7 separate regions of the Mus musculus genome follow, and all the other regions are linked to region 2. A link is a contact called in public HiChIP or PLAC-seq and Micro-C data. All regions are on one chromosome and are shown on one strand. The core of a region is the stretch at or near the end of the contact, and the rest is flanking DNA. Distances in the headings are between cores, read along the strand shown.

Region 1 (3,971 bases), core at 1,334-3,833, 690 kb before region 2:
CAAGGGCCAGTGTGACCCTGGGAATACATCGGTCTTAGGGCTTCTCTTGCTGCAACAAAAACACAATGACGAAAAAGCAAGCCAGGGAGGAAAGGGTTAATTTGGTTTACCCATCTAGATTGTGGTCCATCAATTGAGGAAGTCAGGATAGGAACGTAAGAGTAGGAACTTGAAGACAGGAGTTGATGCAGAGACCATGGAGGGGTGCCGCTCACTGGCTTGCTCCTCATGGGTTGCTCAGCCTGCTTTCTTATAGAACCCAGGACCACCAGCCCAGGGATGGCACCACCCACAATGGGCAGGTCCCTCCCCCACTAATCACTAATTGAAAAAATGCCTTACAGCTGGATCCCATGGAGGCATTTCCTCAACTGAAGCTCCTTCTTCTCTGATGATCCTAGCTTGTGTCAAGCCTACACACACACAAGAAGCAGCTAATACAGTATGTGATAATAGTTCTCAATTCTTAGGACTCCTCACACAGAGTTGTAATCAAGAACTCTGTGTAATAGACCACATGAAGCTTAAGAAGAAGGAAGACCAAAGTGTGGATACTTCGGTCCTTCTTAGAAGGGGGAACAAAATACCCATGGAAGGAGATACAGAGACCAAGTGTGGAGCAGAGACTGAAGGAAAGGCCATCCAGAGACTGCCCCACCTGGGGATCATCTCATATACAGTCACCAAACCCAGACACTATTGTGGATGCTAACAAGTGCTTGCTGACAAGAGCCTGATATAGCTGTCTCCTGAGAGGTTCTGCCAGTGCCTGACAAATATAGAGGTGGATGCTCTCAGTCAACCATTGGACTGAGCACAGGGTCACCAAATGGAGGAGCTAGAGAAAATACCCAAAGAGCTGAAGAAGTTTGCAGCCCCATAGGAGGAACAACAATATGAACCAACAAGTACCCCCAGGGCTCCCAGGGACTAAACCACCAACCAAAGAGTACACATGGAGGAGCCCATGGCTCCAGCTGCATATGTAGCAGAGGATGGTCTTATTGGACATCAATGGGAGGAGAGGCCCTTGGTTCTGTGAAGGCTTGATGCCCCAGTGTAGAGGAATGTCAGCACAGGAAAGCAGGAGTGGGTGGGGTAGTGAGCAGGGGGAGGGGAGATGGGATGTAGGTATTTTGGAGGGGGAACAAGGAAAGGGGATAACATTTGAAATGTAAATAAAGAAAATATCTAATAAAAATAAATAAATAAGAAGTCTATGTAATGGTTAACTACTCGTTTTTCATAATCTGCTTGCCCAGGAAAAAATTCCTCAGTCCCATGGACAGGATAAAAAACACCACCTACCCTGACCCAATTCCATCCAACACAGTCCCTTCTCACCTGGGATTGGAATCACTCTTCCTCTGGACATTTCCCATTGACTTTGAAGATCATGGGCAGGAAGAAGTCTTAACGGAGAACAGGTTCAGATGGAAAGGCAGCCAAGGCAAGAGTGTTTGTCCGACTCTACACTGCTAGGAAGAAACAATGGAGACAAACCACCTGAGGAAGGACTTATTTCAGATCATGGTCTCAGAGGTTTTACCCCATCATGTAGAGGGAGTGTGACAGAGAATCTCAGATCATGGCAGCAGGGAACAGAGCAGATGGGAGTCGCAGGAAGGAGTCAGGACAAAATATAGCTCCCAAAGATATCAACAGTGATCTACTTCCTACCACCTGACCTTCCACAGTTACATTACTTTTCAATAGTTCGTCGAAAATATAAACCCTTCCACATGTTAAACCTTCATTAAATCAGATCCCTCCAGTAATCTCTGGAGATGATCTCTCCTACACACCCAGAGGGGTTCGTAACCAATCCCATAGCCTTTGCTCGGTCCACTCAAGTTGACAACATTATCGCTTCCAGGATGTGAAAACGTTGGAAGCGAAGACAGAGAAAAAGAACCCTGCCACCAATGTTTGTTATATGTGCATCCGTGGAACCTCATTAAATGCTGAGCAGCACACACGGACATTTTGAACCTGTTTTGTAAGTTGAAGAACCCAATGGTGGCCAACTTGTTCATGGTGATAGCTGGTGTAGTTACAATGTTTTAAACCCAGCCTTGTTTTCCAAGTGTTTGCACTTTCCTTAGATCCTATACTGTGTATCACATCTGTGATAAATCATTAAGCACAAATTAATCTTCACTTTGCTCCCCGGAAATTTTTCTAGGCTACATCTCTCTCTTCAAGTGAGCAGAATGCATCACGATAATTTGTTTTGATTTTGATTTTGATTTTTGTAGACTTTGGTGAGTTTAGGTGTGAAGGACCTGTCAAGACCCCATGTCCAAGGCAAAAGCCAAGGCCAAGTCTAGTCAGTGAACAGTCAAAGTGGAATCTAAGGCCCTGTAGTCAAGGAATGGCAGCTTTCTGTCAGGTAGTCAGCCCTCTGGCTGTTTCCACCAGGAAAGCAACTCCAACTCATTAGACTGAATATATAGTAGGGTCAGGAAAGCTCTGGCTTAATGCTTGTTAGGGCGAGGCTCCCCCAGTATGACACTAGTGCTTTTCCTGTAGACACGGCTGCCCAGACTCTACTCCAGTGACGAAATGCCCCGGGGCCCTATCTTGCCTCTGCTGGTTTTGCAGAACAGGCTAGTGTTACCCAGCAGCCGAGTGGGGCTGGAAGTGTGAGGCTCTAGACAGGGCTGAAGTCTGCATTCAGAGCTGGTTCTCCCTCAGTTTCCCTGTGAATAGTATTACACCTCCTTCCCTCAATATCTATGTAGTGTGTTAGAACTGAAAAGGACACTCTAGCATAAAGAAAAGGATGAGATAGAGGTGGGCTGGAGAGATGGCTTGGCTGTTAAAGGGTAGGTTCACAATAGAAAATACAAGGATAGATGGAGACACCAGTGGATGCATACATGTATGTGAGCAGAGAGAGAGGCACTTAGCTAGGCCAGTGGCGGCGTTGCTCAAGTAGGTAAAATATTATCCATGGAGTCTTTTTCCAAATGGGGAGACCACTTCATCCGAGTCCTTCTCCCCATTCTCCTCTAGATTTTAAGCCCAAGTCCTCATCCTACAAAACTCTTTTTTAAACTCTAGAAATTCTATGCTTATAGAAACGTTCAGTGTCTGTGCTGTTATACACGGCAGTCATGTGGCTGTTGAACCAGTGTGATGAAAAACGGAAGTCTTAAATTTTGTTTCACTTTTATAAATTCTAATGTAAACTCGGATGGCCATACGTGGCTATGGCTATTGGACTGCATGGCTTAGTGTACGTACTCAATATACTCTATATCCTCTATATCCTCTGTATACTGTATATACTCTGTATACTCTACATACTCTATATCCTCTGTATCCTCCATATACCCTATGTCCTCTATATCCTCTGTATACTCTATATCCTCTGTATACTCTATATGTCTATATCCTCTGTATGCTCTGTATATCTATATGCTCTATATCCTCTATATCTTCTATATCCTCTGTATACTCTATATCCTCTGTATACTCTATATACTCTATATCCTCAAGCTGCATAAAGACAGCAGCTGGATTCATTCAGCTTGTATCTTCAGTGCAGTCCCCGTGCCTGCCACATGCTTTTCACTTCAATGTTTCTTATCTGATCGAATGAAGAAAAAGAATAATTATATTGAAATGATCCTGTGAGACGAGGGAAAGAATAACTCCTTGTTTGAATTTTATCTTCATCCCTTACTAACTGTGCAGATGCTGCAAGTCGTAGTTTTAAATGATGTTACGATAATAACCTTGACAATAGTAATAGCTACCAGGTGGGAGATGATCAGTGTGTAAGGTATTTTATGCAAAGTAACTTAAGTGATCCTTGCAATAAGCCTGTTTTTCATTTGAGGAGACAGACCACAGGGAGGTTAATGATTTCAAACTGAAGGCCGTGACCTGTTGCTGGCTGGAAAATTAAGTTGCTCTCAACCTGTCTATGTGTACAGAACACATGTGTGCTTTTGCATGTACAC
Region 2 (3,957 bases), core at 642-3,141:
TGAGCTGAGCTTATGGGAGTTGCGGGAAGAGAGTAAAACTTTGTACTATAAAATAAATGAGAAAATCCTCCTCCCTTCCATTCATTCTCTTGCCCCTCCTGCTGCAATATGGACCATATCATCAGAGTCAGGGCATCTCTGGCTATTCACTAAATTTATAAGATCTAAAGAGAGGGAAGGGACAGTCGGGTAATTTCTGAGAAACCTATGCACATTTATTTATCAAACCTTGTGGCTCCAGGGAGAGTTTGAGTTCTGTGTATGACGGATGTGGCCTTGGAAGCTGCCTGCCGCCTTCTCTCCTGCACATCATGAAGTTCATGATTGTTCTATGATTCGCTCCTTCCGCTCACTTTGACGACCCCTTTGGAATCTCTTGCTCTCACGTTGTGTTGAGTCAATGATATCAGAGTCAGGGAAAAAAAAAAAAAAACAACCGTGAGTCAGCATCAGGCAGTCAGAACCAGATAGTCCTGGGTAACACTCCTACAAAGTCAGAACTTGATGGTCAGAGTGACTGACAAATCACGACTGGAAAAGGGTATTCAAAAGGAACAGCGACACCAGCGCGCCTCCACTGGCCACTGAGGGCACGCAAAAGTGGTCACTCCAGAGCTGGGGCACAAAGGACCAAGCTCAGTCGATTGAGCCAAGGATCTAGAACTTTATGGTCAGGACCATGACTATGTAAAAATCTCTGCCAAGTGTAAATACGTACTTTTTCCGGAAGGCTTGGGGGAATCCGAGAGGGTACTGTTATTATTAATAAAAAGGTCTTATTTCGAAATTTCGCCGGAGGGGAAACCAATGGGGCAGTCTCTAGAGTTTGTGTCGTCCTGCAATGCTGAGACCCCCCCCCTCCTCTAGGACATCGGCCTCTACTTTGATGCTACCTCCAACCACGTCGCCGCCAAACGGCAGCTCAGCTCGTCACAGCACAGTGAGGTAGCTTTATGACTTTAAACGGGACAAGAACCCTGAAACACACCAAACACGATCTATAATTCAGAGCGCCCCTGGGGGCGTTCCAGGAGCTTTGAGGTGACGCTTCCTGGCCAGGGAGCCAAACCTTCAACCACGCTTCACCTAGACCGTCTCACCGGGAAGGGAGTCCTTCCACTTCCAGTCTGACTGGACAGGCTCAAAGTAGTTGGAAGGGCTCAGGCAGCGCCCAGGGAATAGTGGATGCCCCCAAGGCTTCGGCGCTTCCAAGTGAACACATCCGGGAGAGGCCAATTAGGGGAAAGAGAACCGGCCGAAGCAGCTCGGAGAAGCTGCCGAGCTCCCGAGGCGTAGCCCGCCCCCCGGCGGTCCCGGGGAGAGGCTTGGATCCTAGGACCGGAGCAGGCGCCCTGCGTTCCCACCCCGGTCTCCACCCTAGACACTAGTGGGAAGCAGCAGGCAACAGGAGAGGGCACAGAGCCCGTGTCCAGAAGTCCCGTCCCTTGGGTGACCCGTGGGCTAGGGCAGCCGGGCACAACCCGCAAAGGGGAGCAGATCCAGCGCTGGGCGAAGGCCGGGAGGCGGCGACCGGCTAGGGCGCTTTAAGACTCTCCCCGCCCACCGGCGGCGCCCGCCTCCGCCCTCCGCTCTCCCCGCCCCGGGGTCCGGGAGAGAGCTGCGATTGGGCGGGCGCGGCGATCCCTTTGAAGTGTGGCTGCAGATCGCGGCTATTTGACGTGCAGCTCGCGGAAGGCGAAGGTTTTTGTGTTGCTCGCCTGGGCTAGCTGCGGCGGCGGCGGCGGCGGCGGCGGCGGCGGCGGCGGCGGTGGAGGAGGGGAGGCGGCACGGAGGCGCAGCGGCTGCTGCACGGCGTTCGACGCAGCGGAGCGAGCCCACCCGCCCCGGGAGCTCGCCTCCCGGAGCTTCCCCTCCCTCCCCGCCCCCCCAGTGGCACTGCCTCCTCCAAATGAGCGATTCGCCCGCTGGATCTAACCCAAGGACACCCGAAAGCAGCGGCAGCGGCGGCGGCAGCAGCAGCGGCGGCGGCGGCGGGAAGAGGCCGGCGGTGCCGGCAGTGGTGTCCCTCCTGCCCCCGGCGGACCCCCTGCGCCAGGCGAACCGGCTCCCTATCAGGGTCCTGAAGATGCTGAGCGCTCACACCGGTCACCTCCTGCACCCGGAGTACCTGCAACCGCTGTCCTCCACACCCGTCAGCCCAATTGAGGTCAGTCTCCGGGCGCTGCCCACCCAGAACTGAACCCCACTCCTCCACCCATGCTGGGCCCATGGCTCTGCTCCCTCCACCACCCCCCACCCCACCCCACCTCCCGTAGCGACGCGAGGCCCGAAGCTGGCCACGCAGGCGGACCTCCTGAGGAGGGACGGAAGGCAGGAACCAGACACCCCCCTCCCCGCCCGCCCAGGTTCTCCCTAGACTCATGGGTGGAAGGGTTTTGCCCAGTCGCCCTTTGGAGCTGCGTGTTTTCTAACCGACTGGATTTGCTCTTATGGTGCCCAGAGTCCTTTACTTTTCCTCTGGCCCCTTAGAGTCCTGTCCAAAGACGGCTTCTGGGCCTCCCTCGCCTCCACCCGGTGTCCCTCTGCATCTTCCCCCGTCTGTTTAGGGGCACAGTGCAGACAACCAGGCACTCGGGATCCTGGGTCTTTCTTCATCTTACTTCTCTGGGTGTCCTCCCCGGGAGGGAGGGAGAAAGGGAGGGAAGGAGAGAGGGAGGGGCTACTCACAGGGCCAACTGCGGCTCTGCCTTTAGAAGGCGCCTCTCCCTGCTCTTACACCGAGCGCCATCACCAGAAACCCGTCCCAAACGAAGTTCTCCCAAACTAAAGGCTTAAGTTTTTCCCTGGCCCAAAAAGATGGGAAAATTATCTGGAAAGGGGCGAATCACCATCCGGATTACAGAGAAGTCACCTTTAACCGGGAGGGCTGTGGTTGAGCCATTTCTCCTGCGCGCCAGCGCCCATGTCACACTCGGGGACTAACCCACAAGGCAAGTGTCATTCCGCCCAGCTACTCGGCCAGAGCCAGGCCCTCCTTCCGTGACCCTCCTCGCTCAGCTCCCTTCGCTCGCCCACAGTGCTCGGCTCAGCTTCTCCGCGCGCGCTTAGTGAGTCTCCCAGTCTCACCCCCTTCTCCCTCCCCTTTGCCACTGTCTCCCGCAGCTGGACGCCAAGAAGAGTCCTTTGGCTCTGCTAGCCCAGACCTGCTCGCAGATCGGCAAGCCCGACCCGCCGCCCTCATCCAAGCTCAACTCCGTAGCGGCGGCGGCGGCCAACGGGCTGGGATCCGAGAAAGACCCGAGCCGCTCCGCCCCCGGCGCCGCCTCCGCGGCCGCGGCGCTCAAGCAGCTGGGGGACTCCCCCGCGGAGGACAAGTCGAGCTTCAAGCCCTACTCTAAGGGCTCCGGAGGCGGCGACTCCCGCAAAGACAGCGGCTCCTCGTCGGTGTCCTCCACCACCTCTTCGTCCTCCTCGTCCCCCGGAGACAAGGCGGGCTTCAGGGTCCCCAGCGCCGCCTGCCCTCCCTTTCCCCCGCACGGGGCATCGGTCTCCACCTCATCAAACTCGTCTTCTCCCGGCGGCTCCCGCGGAGGTTCACCACACCACTCAGACTGCAAGAACGGCGGCGGCGGGGCCGGCGAACTGGACAAGAAAGAGCAGGAAGCCAAACCCAGTCCCGAGCCAGCCGCTGGGAGCCGAGGTAGCGGCGGGGACTCGGCTCACGGTGGCCCGGAAGCCACCGCATCGGGGCGCAAGTCAGAGCCGCCCTCCGCCCTGGTGGGGGCGGGCCACGTGGCTCCAGTGTCACCCTACAAACCAGGCCACTCGGTGTTCCCACTACCGCCCTCCAGCATCGGTTACCACGGCTCCATCGTGGGCGCCTACGCCGGCTACCCGTCTCAGTTCGTTCCTGGCCTGGATCCTAGCAAGTCTGGTTTGGTGGGAGGTCAGCTGTCCGGGGGCCTGGGCCTGCCACCAGGCAAGCCCCCCAGCTCC
Region 3 (4,127 bases), core at 1,257-3,756, 560 kb before region 2:
GTTGGGGAGAAAATGGTTAATTTGGCTTATACTTCCATACTGCTCTCTGTTATTGAAGGAAGTCAGGTCAGGAACTCAAGCAGGGCAGGAACCTGGAGGTAGGAGCTGATACAGAAGTCATGGGGGGTGCTGCTTACTGGCTTGCTCCTCATGGCTTGTTCAGCCTGCTTCTTATAGACCCCAGAACTACCAGCCCAGGGATGGCACCACCCACAATGGGCTGGACTCTCCTCCACTGATCACTAATTAAGAATGCTCCCTACACATAAACATTCTGCAGAACTTTGGGCTCAACAGAATGAAATAGTGAAATAGTCACTGAAATAGCCAGTTTGAGATAGGCTGTGATACTGCTTGGAGACTGGCTAGAGATATCAAAAGAACAAATAAAATTTAAATGTGATCGGAATGCTCTATCTCACTGTATTACAGCCCTAGCAAGTATGATTGGGAAAAGGTTGACATGCATTTGTTGGGCCATCCTAATTCTTCTCAAACGATTTATGACTTACAACAAGAGATTGAGGAAATTTTTACCAAAAGGTTGTTGTCTGATATGACTGGAATAGATGTTAGGGAAAGCATTGCAGATACTTTAGCCTCTTTTAATCCTATGCATCATTTTAATAGAGTTCTTGTTCTAGCGATTGTTAAAAGGAAAAGAAAAAGGAAAAAAAAGTGCTCTCCAGACAGATCTTAAGGAGGCTTTTTCTCACTTGAGGTTCCCTCTTCTCGGATGACTTTAGGCGGTGTCACATTGGCATAAAACTATCCAGCGCACTACCTCATTGTATTATTGCTTAAATGAAACCGTTCACATCACTTATTCAATATAGTAGCAGATATGCTGCACAGACACTAGGTCTTCTCTTCTGCTCTATCTTCCAACGGTATGAATTGCTTTTTGTAATACATCTATTTTATGGCATTCTGTTTAATGTTTGCCTTCTTAAGATGCCAAAATTGTACATTTGTCTTATTAATTTATTCTTATAAGGGCCCAGCTTATCTCAGGCTCTTTATAAAATGTATGTATAGCTTAGCTGTCATATCTGCCAGCTATCTGATGCCTTTAATGATTCCTAGGACAGCTGCTGTGATCAGAATGTGTCCACTTCAAAATCCAGATGCTGACAATGGAATGGCATTCAGGCGAGACCATCAAGAAGTGATTAAGGCACAAAGGTTCTTTTGTTCCAAATAGGAGCTGTCAAGGGGTCCAAGAGATGGCTCCTTAGTTAAGAACACTGACTGTTCATTCAGAGGACCCTGGTTCAATTCCCAGCACTCACATAACATCTCACAACTGTTTGTAACTATAGTTCCTGGGGATTTGATGTCCTCTTCTGGCCCCCTAGAGCATTGTGTGTACAAGGTACACAGATATTTGTAGGCAAAGAAAACACACACACACACACACACACACACACACCAAAACAAAACAAAACCAGGTAAGTGGTACACAACCAGGATTTAAGCAACCTTTGTCCCTTTCCTTTTTTGTTCCCTTCAGAGGATGTAACAAGATGCCATCTTAAAAACAGATGCAGACAGTCAACCTGCCAGCACCTTGGCCTTGAACCTTGTATCTTCCATGGGAACTATGGGAAATAAATGTATACTCTTTACAAATTTCCCACTGCCGAGCATCTTAATGACATTAACAAGAAAGACTCAGAAAACAGCCATATCATGGGATTGGCATAATTTTATTTACAAGTTTTAGAATCATCACAGAGGCTAAAAGTGAAACAAACAAACAAACAAACAAACAAACAACAAAACCAACAGTTCCAGTAGCTTCTAGCAGTGAAAAATCCTTTGTACCCTAGCGAAGCATCTATGTGCTACTTGAACTGACTCTTAGATTTGAGAACACCCACAGAGTAGTATATTAACCTGGGAAAGTCTTACTGGATTTCAGAAGGAATAGGCTTCTCTTTTACTGAGAGAGATGATTATTTACCATGTCTGAAGGGTGGTTGGGTGGCCGTGGGAACGTCTAAAGATATACGAGCAACTCTGACACTTGCTTTTGATCCTCAGTGGACTCTGTTAGAAGCTTACCTGAGTCGTTTCATTGCAGCATCTCTAGCTCATTGACTCAAAATAAAGAGGGGCATGGACATGATGGGAGACGCAGAAATGAAGGCTAGAGAGAAGTGCATGCCTTCTGCTTAGTTAGTTTTACTTATCAGATAAGAGGTAAGATTTGAGTCCTGCCTGTCTCACAACACTGATACAGAGAAAAAAAAATTATGAGGGTGGCAGGAAGGGAGGAGGGAGGGAGGGAGGAGGGGAGGAGAGGAAGGGGGAGCTGGATGGATCTGGATTGGCTGCAGCATGAATCATTAATTTTCCCAGGAATGATCAAGAGTGTCATTAGGATGCATTAAGCATCGTCTAACGGAGTGCGGGTGTAGGGAGGAAGACCGGTTCTCTCTGCGTTATTGCATAATCGATGTGGATTACTCAAAGCTGCTCACAGAATCTCCTCACTCCATTAGCACAAGACCTGGCTCAGTGCTTCACCCCTTCCTTGAGTCTCTCCTCTGGGGATGGAGACCTACTGCACAGAAGAGAGAGCCCCAGGCTTTTCATAACTGCAACCCTGGGCTACCCAGTGCTGCTGACTTGGGGTGGGGTTGGGAGAGACATGGGAGAGCCCTATCTTTGTTTTATCAACACATTGATTTATATCTGGAAGCTAGGGTGCCTTTCACCTGATTCTTGCCTCCCTCCTTCTTCCCTTCTTTTTCTCAATTCATTCTATATAGGACCCTTGTCTGCCTCCTTCAGAGCAACCCTCTCTCCTCCACCCCCTTGAAGGCTTCACCTCTCTCCATCTTCCCCCAGTTCTCCATCTCATTTTCTGTCCCTTTAGATGAGGTCACCGTGACTGCATGAAGGACAAGAGGCTCAGGAGAGGTCAGGCATTAGCACAGCTATAACTGTTCAGCTACTGAAACTGGGCGAGCCCATCCATCACAGCTCCACCACTCCATTAGGCCTCCTGTGAAATATGCCCCGCTCCGAATCGCACAACCATACATCTCCCGGTCTAGACACCTTCCTGTTGTGTGAAGATCAATGCCGCACGGTCATGCATCATGTGTCATCCAGTAGCCGTCCGTCTAATAACCATGTCTATTCTCTAGTCTGCAGTATAAATTATAGCACCAGGGAAGTACTATATTATGCAGCAACCTTGGTTGCTAATGGATTATTGGGTTTATTGGTTGATAATGTGAACTCCCTCTCTTTCTTTTCTTTTTCCAACCCTTCCATTCCCCTATTTCTGGCTGAATCTCTCTTATTTATTTATTTCTCTCTATTTTTATTTTATTTGGTTCAGGTTTGAGTGATGGCTGCTTTAGGCTTCTGTCAACAGACTCCTCTATCAAACCTCTAAAATAGGCCCAATTAGAAAGAGCTCTCCAGTGGTGCCCATTAGATAATGGATTAAGTCCAGCGGTAGTTGTTTATCCTTCTATGTCCCCGGGTTTCTGTTTTGGTGCCTCTTAAATGAAGGGCAGCTGTGGAGAGCCAAGGGCAGACTAGGCATCCAGGAATTCCTCCTATCCCACAGGCTCGTCTCCAGTACACCCTTTGTGGTTCTTGTCTCATAGTGTTTATAGCCACTATTGTACTCCTGGCTCTCAACTTTGCCTCTCTGAGTAGATAGAGGGAAGAAATTTCTAATTATAGCAAAAAGTTCTGAATGTAAAAAACAAACAAACAAACAATGAACAACTCAAAAAAAAATCAGGGCATCCTGGGTATTATGCACTGCAGGCAGAAATGAGCAGGTCTCTTCTCTAGGTTAAGTTTGTATCTGGCAACAGCAAAGCCAAGCAGTAGATTTGTCTTTAATTTCTTCTACCCCTCTGCTTTCTCCCTTCCTCTTACCCTCTCCTTCCTTTACTGTTCCCTGTTCTTCTCCCTCCTCCCCCTTCCTTCTCTATGCTCCTCCTCCTCTCCATTCCCCTCCCCCTTCTTCCTCCAATCTCCCCCTTTCCTTCTTTCTTTCTGTTGTATCCACAAGCCTGGTAATAGTTTAGAGTTAAGTCTCAAAGGGATGAGAAGATGTAGGGGGAGTCTGGTTCAGAGGTCAAAAGGTCATTCAC
Region 4 (3,784 bases), core at 288-2,787, 960 kb before region 2:
ATGCATTTTAGTAGGAACTAACCTTTTAAACTCAAATTAGGACTGGGGATGTATCTCAGGAGGTAGAACACAGGCGCAAAGTCCTACATGTGATACTTCAACACTCCCCCCAAAGTCCAAGGAAGCATTATGAGTTATTGTCACTACAGAGGGACTTGTTAGGCAGAGGGAGGGCCTGGCATGTGGAGATGCCTGCCTAGCATGAGGGAGAGAAGGCTCTGGAATCTGACAGTTGCCTAAGCCAGAATATTAGCTTTACAACTTCCTGTGTGAAGTCATTAATCTGCCTGGATGTTGGTTTCTTCATTTATAAGATGAAGATAATGTTACCAGTCAACTTTGGAAGGCAACTTTGAGAAGGAATAATTTTGAGTACTTAAAACCTGCATAGCATACTGTATGCATGCTAACAATCCAGGGAACAGTCTCAAAACAACAGTATGACTGCAACAACTGGCACTTCTGGAGACTTCCATGAACTGCTCAGTGTGGCCAGCCTTGACTTACATTCTTTTCTTCTTCTCTATACTAATCAGTTACTGACAGCAGACATTTGTGGTACGCAGTTAACCTTGAAATTGCATCCCTTATGTAAGAATATGGGGAAAAGAATGACCTGCTAATTTTATATATATATATATATATACATATGTATGTATATATGTATATATATATATCCTATAGTTTGGAGAGAGGCACGGCAAACACGGTCATTTAGTTCTTCGGAAATCAGCCATCCGAAGAACATAATTCATAAATCAGAGGAAAGTTCTGAAGCTATGGGACCCCACAACCAATCTCAAGTCATCCAACTGCAGAAACCTCTATAATGCCTTTCACTCATTCCTGAAAGCCTGGCAAATGAGTCACCTAAAGGGTTTAGGTAGAACTACAAAAAACAGTAAGTACTTTTTGACAAGGAACTAGGGGACATGGAAAGGAAGACAGAAGGGATGTGCACAGTGGCCAAGATGAAGGAAAGGCAGGAAAGTTCTCTCCAGGCAGCAGAAGGCACGCAAAGGCCCGACAGTGTTTGTAAAGAGCAGATCTGGCCGCTTAAGTGACATTATCCCATAGCGAGCTGTCAAAAGGGCGCCTTTCGGATGATGCACGGCTCTCAGCAGGGCAGCACTGCGGGACCACGGAAGTGTCACCGCACCCTAGCTTCAGAAGAGCGCCGCCGCAGCCTGCGGCCACCCGGGGCTGCGCGGCGCGGACTCGGAGGGCGCCCCCGTCCGCCGAGCTGCGTCGTCGTCGCTCGCACTCAGCCCCGGGCCTCTGGCGCCGCGGCCCGCAGGAGGGCGTTACCTGTACAAGACATAGGTGGGCGAGTCCAGGCTCAGAAACCCGTCGTCCATAGGGGACGCCGCCGCTTCCCCGGCCTCAGCCGCCATCTCTTCTTCCTGCGGCTGCTGTGCTGGCGGCGGCGGAGGCGGGGGCGGCGGCTGCTCCGGCTGTCCCGGCTCGCCGCCTGCCGCAGATTCCCCGACCCCCTCGGTGGCCGCCATCTCGCCTCCGTCCGCAGCAGAGGTGGTGGTGGAGGCCCCGCCCCCTCCGCGGCCCGCCCCGCCCCCGGCGAGGCCCACTTCCGGTTCCTCGGGTCCTACCATAGAGGCGTGGGGTAGAGGGCCCGGCCCGGAGGCCTGGCCTGAATACCTACTGTCCTCGCTGCTGTGTTTCCAGGGCCCCCTTCCCGAATGCAGGTTTTCAGAGGCCTTTAGGTGCTAATTGGCAAGCAGTGTTATTAGTTGTTGTTTCCTTTGTTGGGTAACTTTTCTGTTTCCTTGCTTTTGTTTCTTTTTCAACGCTTAGGATGGAACCGGAAGACTTGCACATGCTAGGCATGTGCTCTACCACTGAGTTACATCTCCAGTCCCCAGCGGCCCCCTTCTTTTGGACCATCTTAGGAGTGTGAAGAATTGCAAACGGTGCACAGCCAGCCACCTCTTTCCCCCCTCAGGCTTCCACTTTAACCTTAAAAGGGTCTTTACATTCTTTCACACTTTACATGTTTTTCAGTGCTAGGCGTTTATATAATCCTATAATAAAATAGCAGCATTTTATTAATCCGGGGGGTGTCTTTGGAATTAAATTTGGATCTGTGCAGAACTCCTTTCTAAATATAGAGAATAGATATATTCAATTAACAAATATTTACTATACAATAGGCACCAGGTTCATTCGCAGCAGCGCAAAGACCATAGTGTCTGGTCACCATATATTCTAGGGAAGGTTCTTAAATCAGAACCGATTGAGGCAAAGTGGGAATAAAAGAGACAAATGTCTTTATAAGCATACTGTCCTTTAATTAGAAAAAAATCCAAGGATGGTCATGGGCCTTGGAGGTTTTATAGGGTAGAAAAGGGACTTTTGGGATTCCAACAGAGGTCGGTATGTGATCTTAGCTGAAGTTTCCCCACATCCTAATAGCCCACAGGTGTTATCAGTCAAACCAACTTTTCTGTGCTGAGTTTCTCAGTGCAGCTGTGCTAGTGATCAAACCCAGGATTTAGAAATGCTAGTATTGGCTGGGCAGTGGTGGCACATGCCTGTAATCCCAGCACTTAGGCAGAGGGGCAGAGGCAGAGGCGCAGAGGCAGAGGCAGAGGGGCAGAGGCAGAGGGGCAGAGGCAGAGGGGCAGAGGCAGAGGCAGAGGCAGAGGGGCAGAGGCAGAGGCAGAGGGGCAGAGGCAGAGGCAGGTGGATATATTATTTACTCATTACCTTGTGGTTTGTGTGTGTGTGTGTGTGTGAGAGAGAGAGAGAGAGAGAGAGAGAGAGAGAGAGAGAGAGAGAGAGAGAGAGAGAGAGAGAGAGAGAGAGAGAGAGAGAGAGAGAGAGAGAGAGAGACTGAGACTTACCTGCCAGAAGGGAGCCCACCTTTGGGGGAACTTAAAAGAAATTCCCTTTGTTCTCTGGATTCTCCCTTAAGACCTTCCATAGGTTGGGAACTAGGGTGGAATGGATTTGTATTTTCCAGTGCAGATGAAAGTTCTGTTTATTCGAAATGTATTCGGTAAGTGTCCACAACAAAGGAGCTCTTCCCCTCACTCAGTCCGTATCTAACAGGATCCAGCAGGCACACAGGAGTCCGAGGGAGAGGGGTCTCAGCAGCCGGGACTCTGAGATGACTAGGGGGAGGCTATCCTGTCCTGACTGCATTTTACTTTGCTTAGACAGTTCTCAGCCCCCTACCCTCCTCCCTCTAATGGTCACATCTGCCTTGACAATATGTTTGGGATTTCTATGGCCTAGATGTATCAGTCAAAGTAATTAGTAAACTGAAATAACTAGAAATGTCAAAAATAATTGACATGTTATATCTAAAATAATTACTATGCTCTGCCAGGAATAAATGTTTTAAGATCACACTGACTCCCATCTAACGTTGATGTAAACTAGTCTTTGCGGTTTCTGTCTTTAAGAGCCCTCTAACCCTAGCATGAGCACCAAGAGATTTCAGAGGCATAAGCCTGCTCTTGGTCTGACATCAATAAAAAGGACTTAAAACTTGTAAGTGGCTTACTCGGCATGATTGTTAAGAAGTATCTTTCATAGATCACTGCAGTTTGGATGAGAATGGCCTCCAGAGGCTCATGTTTGAATGCTTCCTCCCCAGTTGGTGGAGCTGTTTGGGAAGGATTAGGAGGTCTGGCCTTGTTGGAGTAGGTGCGGCTTTGTTGGAGGTATGTCACTGGTGATGGGCACTGAAATTTCAAAAATCTCACACCAGGCCCAATGAGATGGTTTGAATGAAAATGTACCCCCATAGTCTCATTAGGAA
Region 5 (4,250 bases), core at 1,604-4,103, 740 kb before region 2:
GTAGGGAAGCTTTAGCTCAATAACTGCATCACCCACCAAGACCGACCACCATAAACCATGATCTCATATCTACCCATCTGACTGGCAATCCTGTCACAACCTGGAATTCTCTCCTTCGGCTTCTGCACTTTATACTGGAGATGTGCATGCGGTCAACAGAGAGCAGTGCTATATGTGTGTCATCTTAGCCACCCCTTACAAGCCATTGAGCAGCCTGATTGTGGTGGACACTGAAACTATCATGGCTACCCCCAACACCCAGTCCCTGGAGATAATCTTCCATGCCCAGATGCCGGTAGTGCCAGAACAACTCCGGAGGAGAAGAGCCTAGGAAGGATGAGATGAGGAAAGATATTAAATCCCCCAGGAGTAATTTTTTTATGAACATGGGTTGGGCCAGCTGTCTTCTGAGGCTTTCCAACTCTGGTAATACGATGGTGGGAATATCACCTGCAACCATTTCCTCTGGAATTACAAATCAAATTAAAACCCTGATTTTTGGTAGACGGTGTTTGGCTCTTGGAAGGAACGCTGTCAACCTAGATGAGAAAAATTTATTTAAATATGTTTTTATGTTTATATACAAACTTACATGTACTGCATGCTTTGTTAGGTAAATAGTTAATAGTACGATTACTTATGACTTTTTCAGACATCCCTCCTTTCTCCATCCTTCTCCCTAATTGGAGTCCCCCTTTTCTCTGTTTCCCCAACCTAATCACTTGTATCCTGATATGTCTCTTCCCCACCCACCTACCCCATGCTCCCCTTTCACTTGTTTAGTTTCTAAAGTTATGGGCAGGATCTGTCCTCACATCTGACGATTTGGAGCTAGGAACCTCCAAGGAGAAAGAACATGCCACATTTGTCTTCCTGGATCTGGGTTACTCAATATGATCTTTTCTAGTTCCATCCATTTACCAGGCCAGCTCCTGGAGAAGAAGCCTATAGCTTTTTTTGTTTTGTTTTGTTTTGTTTTCCTCCTTAGGATGCTTTCAATATGTGAGTTACAGAAGATTATCTTCAAGTTTCCTTCAAACCTATAGACTAACGACTGCCCCGCCCTGCCCCACCTTGGCTTTAGATTAGAAGAACATATTGAGAGAGAAGCAGGGTCTGTTCAAGGTGGAAACCCTCTCTTTGCCCCTTCTCTATTCCTCTTAAGCATTTGATTTAATAACTAACCCCATTAGATGGGTAACCAGTTCCTATGGAGTCGAAGCAAACAAATCTACCAGTTGGACTCCCCAAGAGCTTCCAGCTGTTTGACCACACCTAAAGTGTATCGGAGAGTAATTCCCACTGCAAAATTGTGGTTTTTCTTCTCACCAACAAATGGGAAAATACCTACACCTTGGTTTTGTTGGGGATGACTGATGTTTGGTACCAGGGTCTAGAGCTGGGTTGTCAGATCACGTGACTGCTGACCGCAGCTCCTCTACCTTGTATGGGATTGAGGAACCAGATGTCACAGGCACGACACAGATCTCTGTGATTGCCAGTGAGTAATGTTGGGAAAACGAAATATATTCCCATCAACTCCTTGTAGTTTTTGCTAGGATGGGAAAATGCAAAGTTCTTAGGACAAAGAGGTAAGGGAGTCATCTAGGCTTTGGTGACAAGAGCCATCTATTCAATGCATCCCCGCTTAGCAGCTAGCCTAACTCAGCACCCACACTTTTGGGCTGTTCTTCAAGGCAGAGCTAATACAAAGTGCTTCACGAATGTCAGAGGGCTACTAATAGCTAGAGGAGAAGGAATGGAAAGTATTTGAGTCCCGGAGTGTATTAAGGCAGTGTCCCAGAGATAGAGAAAAGCGTAGAAATCCATCTGGGATGCTCCACAACTCTTCCGGAGAGATTCATTCCGATGTTGGGGCTGTGGGGACAGAAAAGAAGACTCTCCAAGGGATCTGTAAGAGCACCAGGCCTCCTGGACATGTCTATGGGAAGCTTGAATGGTTTCCCGTAATTCTCTAATTACTACCCTGTCACACTGCAAGGGGAACAGGTTGGCAAACCTAAGTAGTGAACTAAATAATCTGTGGCATAATCTAAATATATAACGGTAATTAAGTCTGACAACTTAATTTGCTACTGAAATTTAAATGTACAGTAGCAATCTACAATTAAGCAATCTTTTGTAATAACACCCTGCCACCCTGGAAAATTTCAGGTGTAATGCTGTGTACTATTAGGTAGCAAAAATATTGACACTGGTAAAGCATATCCGGGCCATGGTCTGACATTTATTCAAATTAACCATGGCTTTTCAAAGGAAGAGAGGTTGGATGGAAATTATTCAGTTGCTGTTGTCTGTCAGCATCTACTTCTTCAGACACTTAGAAGTCCCTTCTGCTGATGAGAGGGTTTCCATGCACAATTAACAATGGACTCTGAACGTCAGGTACTCTGAGTCCTTTCTTGGTTGGATTCAGTAGGGAGGGAGAGGTATCTTGCACTTTAATAGAGGGATGAGTGTTACCCTAAAAAGGGCTTGAGTTTAGAAGAGGATGCTGGTGGTCAGAATGCTGTCTTGGCCAAGCTGTGTAAGTGCTTTCCTCATTTCCTGGAGTGATGTCACGGTATTGTTTAGGGATAATGTGGCAGTTACATCATTCTTCCTGCCTGACCATGTTTATTGCTCACGGACACTAGAGGGGTAGCTTACCAAAGTCTATCAGATAATCTCACTTCCTCACTTAAACTCTGTAATGTTGACCCATTCTAGGAACATCATACAGGGGATTGCAGGTCATAGGAAATTGGACGTTTTAACCTAGTTCATTCTGTTTAGGCTGACTCATTCCTGCCTTGGCGTTCTTACTCTGCTTGCTTGAATAGTGTTTCCTCATTCCTTGTTCCTCATGGCAACCAGCTGATAGCACCTTTAAGATTGTCTTCTTTCTTTCCTGTACCAGTGACTACAGTTTAGAAAAGCCTGAGGCATTCCAGAGAGAGAGGTTCTAGGTGGTGTGTGTGTTTTCTCTCTCTCTCTCATTCCCTCTCCCTCTGCTCACTTCCTCCCTCTCTCTGTCTCTGTCTCTCTCTCTCTGTCTGTCTCTCTCTTTCTCTCTCTCTTCTGAGGAGCACAGTGAAGATACAAACAAGTACTCCTATCCAGAGAGGATCTTGGAAATCCTAGAAGAGGAAGACAGCTATTCATATACTCTTGACAAACAATGGTCCTCCTCTATCAGGGAAGGTAGAATTCTTCAACCAAATGGGAAGATTCAGAAAGGATGCGCATGGAGCCATGAGGGAGGTAGGGAACCTTCCCTAGCTAGTCAGATCAGCCCAGTCAACCAAGCACTAACACCATGGGGTTATCTTAAGGATGGTGCCAGTGACAACGAGTAGAAGTTTGCCTCTTTTATAATTCATTTGAAGTAGTACTTAAAACACACACGCGCACACACACACACACACACACACCTACACACACACACATGCACTCATGCACATTTGTAAAGCTACACATGCAGTATACATGCATGCACGATTGCATAGACATGTGCACACACATGCATGCACATGTGTGAATGAAAAAGAAGACATGGAGGAAGCTGGCCCTCTGTATGGTAGGTTTCACAGCTAAGGACTGGCCCAACTGCTGATGGAAAGTATTCATGGAAAAAGTGCATTGATGCCGAACACGTACAGACTGCTTTCATCTTTGTCCTCTAAGCCACGATATTATAGCTATTTACATAGCATTTACATTATAGGCAATAGAAATAATCTAAGATAATGTTAAATGGGAGAATGTGCATAGGTTATATACAAATACTACTGCATTTTATGACAAGAGGCTTGATCATCCAAGAATTATAGCATCTATGGAAGCGTCTAGTGTCAGTTCCTGAAGATATCAAGGAAAAATCACCATGTAATTTTTTTTTCTAATTCGGAAAAAGATTTGGGATGAGACCTTCAAGTACCTTTGCTAAGATAAAGTGCCAGGTCACATGGTTTTCTTCTACCCCCCAATCAAGCCATTTATTTGCATTTATCATCTTTTATTCTTGTTATTGTCGTCTGCGTCTACAGAAGGCACTTCACGTGACTTTAATGAATGTGTTGGGAAAATAAAATATCAATGAGTCTCCAGCCACACTTAACCGAGTAAGTCGTGTTTTAAGGGGGTAAAAATTCAAGGGAGAGATCTTTATGATGCATAATTGATGTCCCAAGGTTCTTTTTGAGAATTCACAGTCAAAAGGCCTAAGGAACCAGAATGGGGCCCAGAGA
Region 6 (4,015 bases), core at 930-3,429, 980 kb before region 2:
ACTCCTCACGCCCCCCCCCCCCCCCGCGTCTCTTCTTCAGTTCTCTGTGGGATCCGACCTGTAACGCCTCTCATCCACCCATTTCTTCTTGCACCCGGTGTCGCCACACCAACACCATGGTTACATCTTCCCAGTGTCAAGTCTCAACCTAACCTCCCCCTCATCTTACCTGGCCACTGGGTGAATGCAAGCTTCATGCAGCCTAGAGCTCATACCGTTTTAGGAAGGAAAGGATGCTCCCCAAGAAAACAACACAAGGCAGACTGGGCAGATTGCTCAATGGGTAGTGAGGACCCCAGAATCCCAAAGAAGCCAGATGTACTGTAATCCCACTGGTGGCGGATAGTCGAAAAGCTGCTGGACCAGCTAGCCAGACACATGGCGGGACACCACAAAGTGACACCGTCTCAAACAAGGCAGGAGGCCAAGAGCCACACCCATGTTGCACTCTGACCTCCACATGTACACCATGACACACGTGTGAAACACGCACATAGGCACACACACTTTTGAATGTAAAATTGTCAGCCCCTTTCCAGGGTTTTTGCAAGGGATTTGTGGCAGCACACAGAAACTGTCTTTATTGGGGGCTGGAGAGGTGGCTCAGCGGTTAAGAGCACTGATTGCTCTTCCGAAGGTCCTGAGTTCAAATCCCAGTAACCACATGGTGGCTCACAACCATCTGTAATGAGATCTGACTCCCTCTTCTGGTGTGTCTGAAACAGCTACAGTGTACTTACAATCTTAAAAAAAAAAAAAAAATTCTCACCCACTACTCATACTCCAGTACCATATATGCATGTTCAGTCCCCTATGGTCTGGGTGAGCATCCTCCAAAGGCCCATTCATTAAAGACTTGGTCTCCAGCTGTTGGCACTACCAGACAGCAGCAGAACCTCGAGGAGGCAGAGTCTGCTACAAGGAAGCTTCTGTCAGTAACACGTGACCTAGAAGGAGACACTGGGCCCTCAGCCTGTGTCTCTGTGCTTCCAGGATGCCAGGAAGTAAGATGACCTCTCCCATCATGGTCTTCCCCTCTTCAATTTTCTCTTCCACCGCTCTCTCCCGCCACGACGAGCATAATGACCACAGGCCATAAGCAAAGAATCCCACGGCTGAGCCCAAGAAAATCCTTCCCCTTTAAAAGCTGACCATAGCAAGAAAGGCCAGCAACACTGACAAAATGCTGCAGGAACCCAGAATTCATATTTTTCAATCTACTTATTTTATACACAGGAGTGTTCGCTTGCATGCACACTGTACAATATGTGCTATGTGTGCCTGGTGCCGAGGGAGGTCAGAATACAGTGCTGGATTCCCTGAAACGGAAATTATGGACAGTGGGGAGCTATTAGGGAATTGAACCCAGGTCCTCTGCAACGAGTGCTGTTAGCCACTAGCCATCTCTCCAGCCTTAGAATCCATACTATCAGATCTATGCGGAACCCTCTTTGCTTGGCAATCGATTAACACACCTGTTTCTTGTGGACCGCCCAGGCAGCCCAGAGCTTAAAGAAGTGAGTATGTGTGGTCGGCAGAGCGGGAACTTCCGGCACTGTTTAAACACCAAGGCTATTTGATAACGGTGAAAAAGGACCAGCTGCTGTATGTCGACTGCTTAGGTTAGTCAAGGGAAATAAGTCAACTAAATGAATTGCCAATATGCAGAATATTTTACACAATTCGAGAAGGAGCTGGTGTCACCCAATTCAGACTAAATTTCATTTCCCGATAACTATTTAAACAGTCTGGATGTTATTTAGTTTGGACAGGCGAAGGTGGGGGCGGGGGGCATCAAATTTACTAAAGGTCTAAAACTGGTTTTTAACAAAGAGGGGGAGAGAAAGCGAGAGCATGGCGGACAGCCTCCGCTCACATGGTTCAATAGCAGCTCCCGGTGCATGGTACTGGGATACCATGGATACCGGGAGAGGGGTTGCGTGGTGAGCATCCAAAGGGAATGCATGGTGCACCCGGAGGAGGGGTGCGCGGTAAGCACGGGAGGAGCCAGCACCAGTACCCGGTTTAGTTTTCATGATCCCCATGAGAGGATCCACTTTGGGATTGGGTCCGGGGGCTCAGGAGGGTCAGGCTTGGAAAGGCCCCACAGAACCCTGTCCCGCTTCACTACGCCCCGGAGCCTACCTGGCGACCACCAAATCCGGCTCGCATTCCAGGACGCCTGCGCGGCCGGAAGCGGTCGGAGACGAGCGTGAGGCTGCCTCCTGGTGGCCGCCTCTTGCCTTACAGTGGACGCCCGCGCCAGCGTAGGCGCGGTCATCCATACCCTGGTCCTCATTTCCTCTAGCCAAACTGGTGAAGGCCAGGCTGCAACAGCAAGGTTGAGCCTGGGACTGGGGACCTCAGAGGGGCTGCTTCCTGATCTACAGCTCTACACTCTCTGCAAAGCGGTGGCTGCCAAAGAGTGATCCTCAGAAAAGCAACACGAGCAAATCGCAGAGTGAGGCTCAGTGCACTGATAATGCCTCTGGCTTTGAAAACTATGTGACTTTGGAGCTTTGGCCTGAGACGCCAAGCTGCGCGTCACAGATTTCAGGGCCAAACCTCAAGTCATGCGAAGGCTGGAAGGTCTCAGCGTGCTACACTAGTATTAGTACTGGAAGTGAAATGGGAGGGGTAAGGTTGGGAAATGGAAAATCAGACATATCATCTACTTCTAAACTGATTTATTTTCCAGATTTGAAATCAAAACATACAGTGTGTGGGTAAAAACAAAAACCATCTATGTTTATTATCCAAACTCTAAGCATGCTAAAGAACCCAGAATCTTGATCTAGGAAGCACTAGAGGAACCGACAAAACTCCCTTCAAAGAATCCCTGTAAGCAACTTTTGCTTCTCAGACTGACAAATGCGTTTGTGTGTGGTGTGCCAGAGAACTCAAAGGCCAGGAGTGATAGATAGACTTGCTGGTAATTGTGGTCCCCCAGATACCAATGCTATATGAACTAAACTCAGGTTCTGTGGGGCCATCTCTCCAGCACCAGGGCTATTTATAGTAGAAAATATACCTGGATGTATAACAGCAAGTATTTCAGAAATAAATTATAGGCATTATATAAAAAACACCATTAAGAACACTGTTTAATGAATAGTTTCAGTTTGTGAAGCTTTAAAACTTCTGGTGATGATGGAGGTAATGGTTGTAAAATAATGTGAATATATTGGATGCCACTGAAATAAACACTTAAAAATGACTCAGATACGGGCTGGAGAGACCCCCTCAGTAGGTAAGAGCATTGGTTGCTCTTCCAGAGAACCTGGGTTCCTGGCATCCACTTGGCAGCTCACAACCACCTGTAACTGAGTTCTAGAGGATTAGACCTCCTCCGCTTCTGCCCTCTGAGGGCACTGCACACACGTGGTGCTCAGACATATAAGCACGCAGAACACCCAGCCACATAAAATAAATTCCAAAGCAACCTGTTACAAAAGGACTAAAATCAGGAGGTGTGTTATATAGAGTTTGCTATAATAAGTGATGATGCTGCAGGGGGCCACAGAGATGGCCAGCAGGTCAGCGTGCTTGCCACCAAGCCTGACCATCTAAGTTCAGTTTCCTAGGACCCCTCCTAGGGGAGGGGAGAAGGATTCTCACCATGTCATCCTTAGATCTCCAAATGCACACGCATGGACACACACACACCAAATAAACGTGACATTAGGTGATGCTGTGATGATGCATCCTGACATGAAGAGCTATTCATGGCACATGGATGTAGTGCTTTTGATGCTAAGCATCCCGCATAGGTCCACGTGGTCCTCTGCGGGGCAGGCTGCTTTGGAAGTGGAGCCCTGTTAGAGGATGCGATTCCTTAACAGGCCTTACTTCCTGTTCACGCTCTGTTTCCTGGGTCTGAGTGCCAATCTCCCATGGGGCAGCCATCAAATCACTCACTGTCTGCTGCTGTATCCGTCTTGAAATGATAGCCTGTGTGCCCTTGGCATAATGAAACAAAGTAACAAGTTGCTTTTGTCAGAGAATTTGATTACAA
Region 7 (4,148 bases), core at 1,224-3,723, 860 kb before region 2:
TGCATATATCCCCACACAAATAAATATAAAATGATCATTGTTAAAAAGCAAACAGGCTGTTGGAATGGCTGAGCAGGAGAGGGTGCTTACACACCGATCTGGTGACCTGTGACCTGAGTTCGTTGCTTGGAAAACATGGAGAGGGCATCAATTCCAAAAAGCTGACCACTGACCTTCATATGCATATGCTGCCAACTGTGCCCATGTGCACACATCAGTTACACAAGGGGGAATTTTTTTAAAAGGGGACTGACAGATGTAATGCCATAGGTTTTTGTGTTTTGTTTTGTTTACCCTATCAGGTAGGAATACATCTTGCTTCAGGGGGAAGGAAGAGGGGATAAGGTTTAATGTTTAAGCATATTCTGTTGGGCTAGCTTGTTATATACTGACAGGGCACGAAACATTTCCCATCCTTTCAAAAGTCTTCCTGGTTTAAAGAATAATTTGAAACTTGGCTGAGGTGTAGCTCTGTCGTGTCACCTATCGCCGTTCTCTATCTGAAGCATAGCAGTGAAGTCTAGCTTCAGGCTTGAAGTTGGAACTTACAGAGCATGTTAACTATGCACTATTTCCAGTGATCTGAAATTACAAGAATGATCTAACACAAAACCAAACCATAAAGGTCTCCATTGTATAAAGGCTGCTTCAAAGGGCACAATCAGATTAATGACATACCCAGTTTATAAAAAAACAAAAACAAAAACAAAACTTCAAGCTGGGTGTAGTGATGCAGGCAGACTGCTACAAATTCAAGATCATAGTTTGAGGTCAAAATGGGCCACATAGCAAGATCCTATCTCAAATGCACACACATCTGTAGATTCTACTTTTCTTACATTTATTACAACCGACCTAAGTTAACAGTTCTCAAACTTCTCGGCAGTGTTCCTGCACAAAACAGTGATGGTTACCTTCCAGAGATCTGAACCTCTAACCTAAGGCACTGTTCAGTAGAATTTTTTGCTATTTGCATTTTACCTTTAAAGTGACTAAGACCAGGAGATGAACAGCTTAGTGGTAGAGCCTTCCCTTAAAATGCAGGAGGCCCAAATACTACCATCTCCCCCAATAAGCAAACAAAATTAACATGTATCACAATAGCCACTGTAAATGTATCTGGGTTCTTCTAAAAAGGACAGCTAACATTTCTAGCAGTAAGTAAAATGAATGTTCCTGGTTTATCCCATGGCTCTGCATATATGCCTGGACCTACCTCCAACCAGCATATGAAAACCAGAAACAAACACGGTTAACTGTCCAGCTAATGAAAAGGGCCGTTTAAGCCATGACTATTGACAAAATCCTGCATGTTTACTTGAAAATTCGATAACCTTAACCCTCATCAATTCCAAATTAGAATCTCATGGTGCTTTAAAAATGTGTTTCAGTTCCATTACGAAATCCCTCAATTTTTCCAGTTCAACATTTTTATCGTTGGTTCCTTTTATAGGTACCATCACATCGTTTATAACAGTCAAAATGCATCTCGCGTTTTAAATGTTTTGCCTCTGAGTGATTCTTCATGTTTTGTCTATCCACCCTGCCAATGTACTATTTTCCAATGGGCAGGGCTTCATCCATCCCTCAAGGGGCTACACTCCATCCTGGCTGAACGCTACAACAAAGGCGAGCAGCATCGCTTAACTAGGGGGTCCCGACTGCCTCTACCGGGCGCCCAGGCAGAACCAACGCTTTGGATCACTGGGAGCTTGGGAGCGAAACGCCAGCGCCTCATCAAGGCAAACAGTCCTAATTACAGTGTCGCCTGCACCCCATCATTAGCCCCCACCGGGCAGGTTTCCTCTCGGACAGCAGCCAACATCTCAGGCCGGACAAGTTCCTCCTGGACCCTGGGCCCAGCCTGCCTGAGCCCGGCCTCTCCCTGCTGACCCTGACCCGGCCGCGGGTGTAGACGCGGCCGCACCGGCTACTCAGCTCCGCCCGTCCCAAGCCCCGGATGTGACGGCAGGTCGCCCCGGGGCGTTCGCCCCCCGGGACGAGCACCGGTGTCCGCGAAAAGGTGGCGGAGCTTTCCCACCGGCCCGCTGCCCACCACGTACCCAAGTGAGCAGGCTCTCGCACAGCTCCACCCGCTCCACAGACTCCACGTTAAACATCTTCCTGGGGTGGCCGCAGCGTCTCCCTTCAACCAACCAGAAGCCGCGGCCGCTCGGCTCGGGGTTTGAGTCCGAAGGGGTCAGGCAGCAGACCGGGCGTCTGGCGGACCTTCTCTTCCGTCCGTCCGCTCCCGGGGCGCGGACGCTGGCAATCGCTCCGCACTGTCACCAGCCCCTCCTTCCCTCGCTCGGGGCCGCGCACTCCCTTGCGCGCACCCGGCGCCGCCAGCCCACGCCCTCTTGCGCGAGCGCCGCGCCCCGCCGCGCCGCGTAGCGCGAGTCCCGAGGTCCGAGGGCCACTGCGCACGCTCGCGCTCGCTCAGCCCCGCCCCTAGAGGCGCGCTCCCAGAGCCAGTCCAAGGCCCGCGGGCGCGCGCCCCGGCCGGGCCCTGCGGTGGCGGCCGGTCTGTGTGTCTCTCCAGTCCGCTCACCCTCGCCGGGGCTCCGCACTGCGCGTGCGCTGACGCCGGCGCTCTGGCTTAAGAAGCCGCCTGTAGTTTGCACGGGAGGAGTAGCTAGGTAGTCCCCGGAAATGAGCTCTATGCCGACCCGCCGACTGGCCCGGTAGTTCCTCGGCCGCGACGAGGTACGCGCCCCCCTCTCCGGCCGCGGGCGTGTGCCAGGCCACGCCCCCGCACGGGCGGGCCGGGGACCCGCGGACTGCGGGACTCGGCGCGGTGGCGGTGGGGGGAGCTGCGGGACCGCGCGAGGGTAGGCTCCGCGCCCACCGCTTCCCTCCGGAAGCCGGAGCGCAGCCTTCCCTGAGTCGCCGGAGCCTGCCCAGAGTCTCCCTCCGGGCGAAGGTGGAACGGCTGACGTGGGCGCGTCTCGGAGGCTGGGGGCCGGTTTGGCCCGGCTGTGGGGAGCCCGGCGTTCCTCCTTGGAGCCCCCTTCTCCCACAAAAAACTTTACCCAAAGTGACAGAGGGTGGACGCCAGTTCCCCAGTGCGTAAGGACCCTTGCTGTTCCTAAGGCCTGCTTCTTGTGCTAGGAGTTGGCTTCATTGAGGTGCATCCTTGCCCGACTTTCGATTTTTTTTTTTTAATACAAGCCTTGTAGAAGGTTTCATATACGTTTTTAAGTCGCATGCAGAACAGTGCGTAGCAGTACATGTTTGAGGAATATTAATAAAATGAATTGCCACATTCCCAAGAGTTCTTCCATCCATACCATCTCTAATCTGATTTTTGTGATAGGCACTTACTTTATTTTAAAAGCTTTCCCTTTTAGCTTTTTAACCAGATGACTATGCATGTAGTATAATTTTCCTTTGTTTGATTTTGAACTTTTATGAATGGATATGTATTGTGGCTTTGGCTTTTAAATAATATTAAATTATCTGCAAAAATCCCATGATTGTCTAATATCCTATTGTGTGACTACAGCCTTGTACCCGTTCTACTATTGATGTGCACTTTGTTCCAGCTTAGGGCGTCTAAGAATAATGCTATAATAAACAGTCGACCTTAATGCAAAGATATTGGCGTTTCCAAGACAACAAGATACAAGATATATGCTTTGGAGTCCTAGGAGAATCTTGGATTCAAAGGTATGCATAACCACCAGATCATGCAGTCTTTGATTAGCAGTGCCTGGGAAGAAGTTATCTTCCCAGGGCACACCTTCACTTTTTTTTTTTTTTTCTTCAGTTCCTGGGGACTTCTTTCCCATTTGAAGTTGGTTTTCTCGCTGAGCTTTTAGGATTTCAAAAAAACATTGAGTTTTTGTTTTGTTTTGCTTGCGTGGTTGGCTGTGTGTGTGTGTGTGTGTGTGTGTGTGTGTGTGTGTGTAGCCCTGGCAATTCTGGAACCTGCTCTGCAGACCCGGCTGGCCTCAAACTCAGAGATCTGCCTGCCTCTGCCTCCTGATTGCTGGGATCAAAGGCTTACCACCGCTGGCAGCATTAAATTTTTTAAAATGATCCTTTTATCGACTACTGCTTGATGATCACATGTAATCGATCGTTTCATAGATTCGAAAAATCTTGGGCTGAGGAGGTAGTGCTAGATTCACTACCCTAGCAAACAC

What was found. A called contact is a pair of places that touch in the nucleus more often than the background predicts. HiChIP or PLAC-seq counts read pairs in DNA pulled down with a chosen protein or histone mark.
Region 1: a contact with region 2 is called in an H3K27ac HiChIP or PLAC-seq map of acute myeloid leukemia, with 7 times the contacts expected there. The contact joins the enhancer-like site here to the promoter of Zfp703 in region 2. A contact is called at or near these places in 7 of 39 promoter capture datasets (the 3T3-L1 cell line, embryonic stem cells, hippocampal neurons and 3 more), 2 of 15 datasets of contacts at CTCF or cohesin (the NIH/3T3 cell line and large pre-B cells), 2 of 484 Hi-C or Micro-C datasets (nephron progenitors and uterus), 22 of 115 datasets of contacts at active chromatin or transcription factors (the NIH/3T3 cell line, acute myeloid leukemia, bone marrow-derived dendritic cells and 15 more) and 1 of 9 other capture datasets (adipose tissue).
Region 3: a contact with region 2 is called in an H3K4me3 HiChIP or PLAC-seq map of embryonic basal ganglia, with 5 times the contacts expected there. The contact joins the enhancer-like site here to the promoter of Zfp703 in region 2. A contact is called at or near these places in 2 of 39 promoter capture datasets (embryonic stem cells and stem cell-derived epiblast-like cells), 1 of 15 datasets of contacts at CTCF or cohesin (large pre-B cells), 1 of 484 Hi-C or Micro-C datasets (bone marrow-derived macrophages), 19 of 115 datasets of contacts at active chromatin or transcription factors (T-cell acute lymphoblastic leukemia, bone marrow-derived macrophages, craniofacial prominence and 13 more) and 1 of 9 other capture datasets (embryonic stem cells).
Region 4: an H3K27ac HiChIP or PLAC-seq map of extraembryonic endoderm stem cells shows a contact between it and region 2, with 5 times the contacts expected there. The contact joins the promoter of Fnta here to the promoter of Zfp703 in region 2. A contact is called at or near these places in 8 of 39 promoter capture datasets (the 3T3-L1 cell line, the C10 cell line, embryonic stem cells and 5 more), 1 of 15 datasets of contacts at CTCF or cohesin (large pre-B cells), 4 of 484 Hi-C or Micro-C datasets (CD4 T cells, CD8 T cells and embryonic stem cells) and 8 of 115 datasets of contacts at active chromatin or transcription factors (astrocytes, bone marrow-derived macrophages, embryonic stem cells and 5 more).
Region 5: an H3K4me3 HiChIP or PLAC-seq map of bone marrow-derived macrophages shows a contact between it and region 2, with 8 times the contacts expected there. The contact joins the enhancer-like site here to the promoter of Zfp703 in region 2. A contact is called at or near these places in 6 of 39 promoter capture datasets (embryonic stem cells, frontonasal cranial neural crest, hippocampal neurons and 3 more), 1 of 484 Hi-C or Micro-C datasets (palatal mesenchyme) and 19 of 115 datasets of contacts at active chromatin or transcription factors (acute myeloid leukemia, bone marrow-derived dendritic cells, bone marrow-derived macrophages and 13 more).
Region 6: an H3K4me3 HiChIP or PLAC-seq map of embryonic forebrain shows a contact between it and region 2, with 4 times the contacts expected there. The contact joins the promoter of Pomk here to the promoter of Zfp703 in region 2. A contact is called at or near these places in 13 of 39 promoter capture datasets (the 3T3-L1 cell line, 3T3-L1-derived adipocytes, the C10 cell line and 8 more), 1 of 15 datasets of contacts at CTCF or cohesin (large pre-B cells), 2 of 484 Hi-C or Micro-C datasets (CD8 T cells and embryonic stem cells), 11 of 115 datasets of contacts at active chromatin or transcription factors (bone marrow-derived dendritic cells, bone marrow-derived macrophages, embryonic forebrain and 6 more) and 2 of 9 other capture datasets (adipose tissue and embryonic stem cells).
Region 7: a Micro-C map of embryonic stem cells shows a contact between it and region 2, with 6 times the contacts expected there. The contact joins the promoter of Rnf170 here to the promoter of Zfp703 in region 2. A contact is called at or near these places in 14 of 39 promoter capture datasets (the 3T3-L1 cell line, 3T3-L1-derived adipocytes, the C10 cell line and 10 more), 1 of 15 datasets of contacts at CTCF or cohesin (large pre-B cells), 12 of 484 Hi-C or Micro-C datasets (CD4 T cells, CD8 T cells, the G1E-ER4 cell line and 5 more), 20 of 115 datasets of contacts at active chromatin or transcription factors (astrocytes, bone marrow-derived macrophages, cardiomyocytes and 12 more) and 4 of 9 other capture datasets (adipose tissue, embryonic stem cells, liver and 1 more).

Annotation. Positions count from the first base shown.
Region 1 is chr8:26,289,703-26,293,673 of GRCm38.p6, forward strand. No RefSeq gene overlaps it. Among named protein-coding and RNA genes, the nearest start is that of Gm31784, 21 kb to the right of the region's middle. Within about 2 kb of position 2,584, at least 1 of the 459 cell types and tissues checked has an H3K27ac peak or open chromatin away from gene starts, as enhancers often do. A contact at or near this core is called in acute myeloid leukemia, where this site is marked.
Region 2 is chr8:26,975,445-26,979,401 of GRCm38.p6, forward strand. It overlaps Zfp703 (zinc finger protein 703), which reads left to right and starts at 1,892. Exons shown (of 2, transcript NM_001101502.1): 1 at 1,892-2,167; 2 at 3,124-3,957. The coding sequence starts at 1,910. Gm39150 (a long non-coding RNA gene) reads right to left here and starts at 471. Exons shown (of 4, transcript XR_001778540.2): 1 at 229-471.
Region 3 is chr8:26,417,720-26,421,846 of GRCm38.p6, forward strand. No RefSeq gene overlaps it. Among named protein-coding and RNA genes, the nearest start is that of Gm31898, 20 kb to the right of the region's middle. Within about 2 kb of position 2,507, at least 16 of the 459 cell types and tissues checked have an H3K27ac peak or open chromatin away from gene starts, as enhancers often do. A contact at or near this core is called in embryonic basal ganglia, where this site is marked.
Region 4 is chr8:26,014,073-26,017,856 of GRCm38.p6, forward strand. Fnta (farnesyltransferase, CAAX box, alpha) reads right to left here and starts at 1,538. Exons shown (of 9, transcript NM_008033.4): 1 at 1,309-1,538. The coding sequence starts at 1,508.
Region 5 is chr8:26,237,103-26,241,352 of GRCm38.p6, forward strand. No RefSeq gene overlaps it. Among named protein-coding and RNA genes, the nearest start is that of Gm31727, 28 kb to the right of the region's middle. Within about 2 kb of position 2,854, at least 45 of the 459 cell types and tissues checked have an H3K27ac peak or open chromatin away from gene starts, as enhancers often do. A contact at or near this core is called in acute myeloid leukemia, bone marrow-derived macrophages and trophoblast stem cells, where this site is marked.
Region 6 is chr8:25,991,942-25,995,956 of GRCm38.p6, forward strand. It overlaps Pomk (protein-O-mannose kinase), which reads right to left and starts at 2,180. Exons shown (of 5, transcript NM_029037.4): 1 at 2,146-2,180. It overlaps Gm31402 (a long non-coding RNA gene), which reads left to right and starts at 1,353. Exons shown (of 2, transcript XR_378826.3): 1 at 1,353-1,622.
Region 7 is chr8:26,116,895-26,121,042 of GRCm38.p6, forward strand. It overlaps Rnf170 (ring finger protein 170), which reads left to right and starts at 2,474. Exons shown (of 8, transcript NM_029965.4): 1 at 2,474-2,706; 2 at 3,546-3,669. Hook3 (hook microtubule tethering protein 3) reads right to left here and starts at 2,330. Exons shown (of 22, transcript NM_207659.3): 1 at 2,064-2,330. The coding sequence starts at 2,120.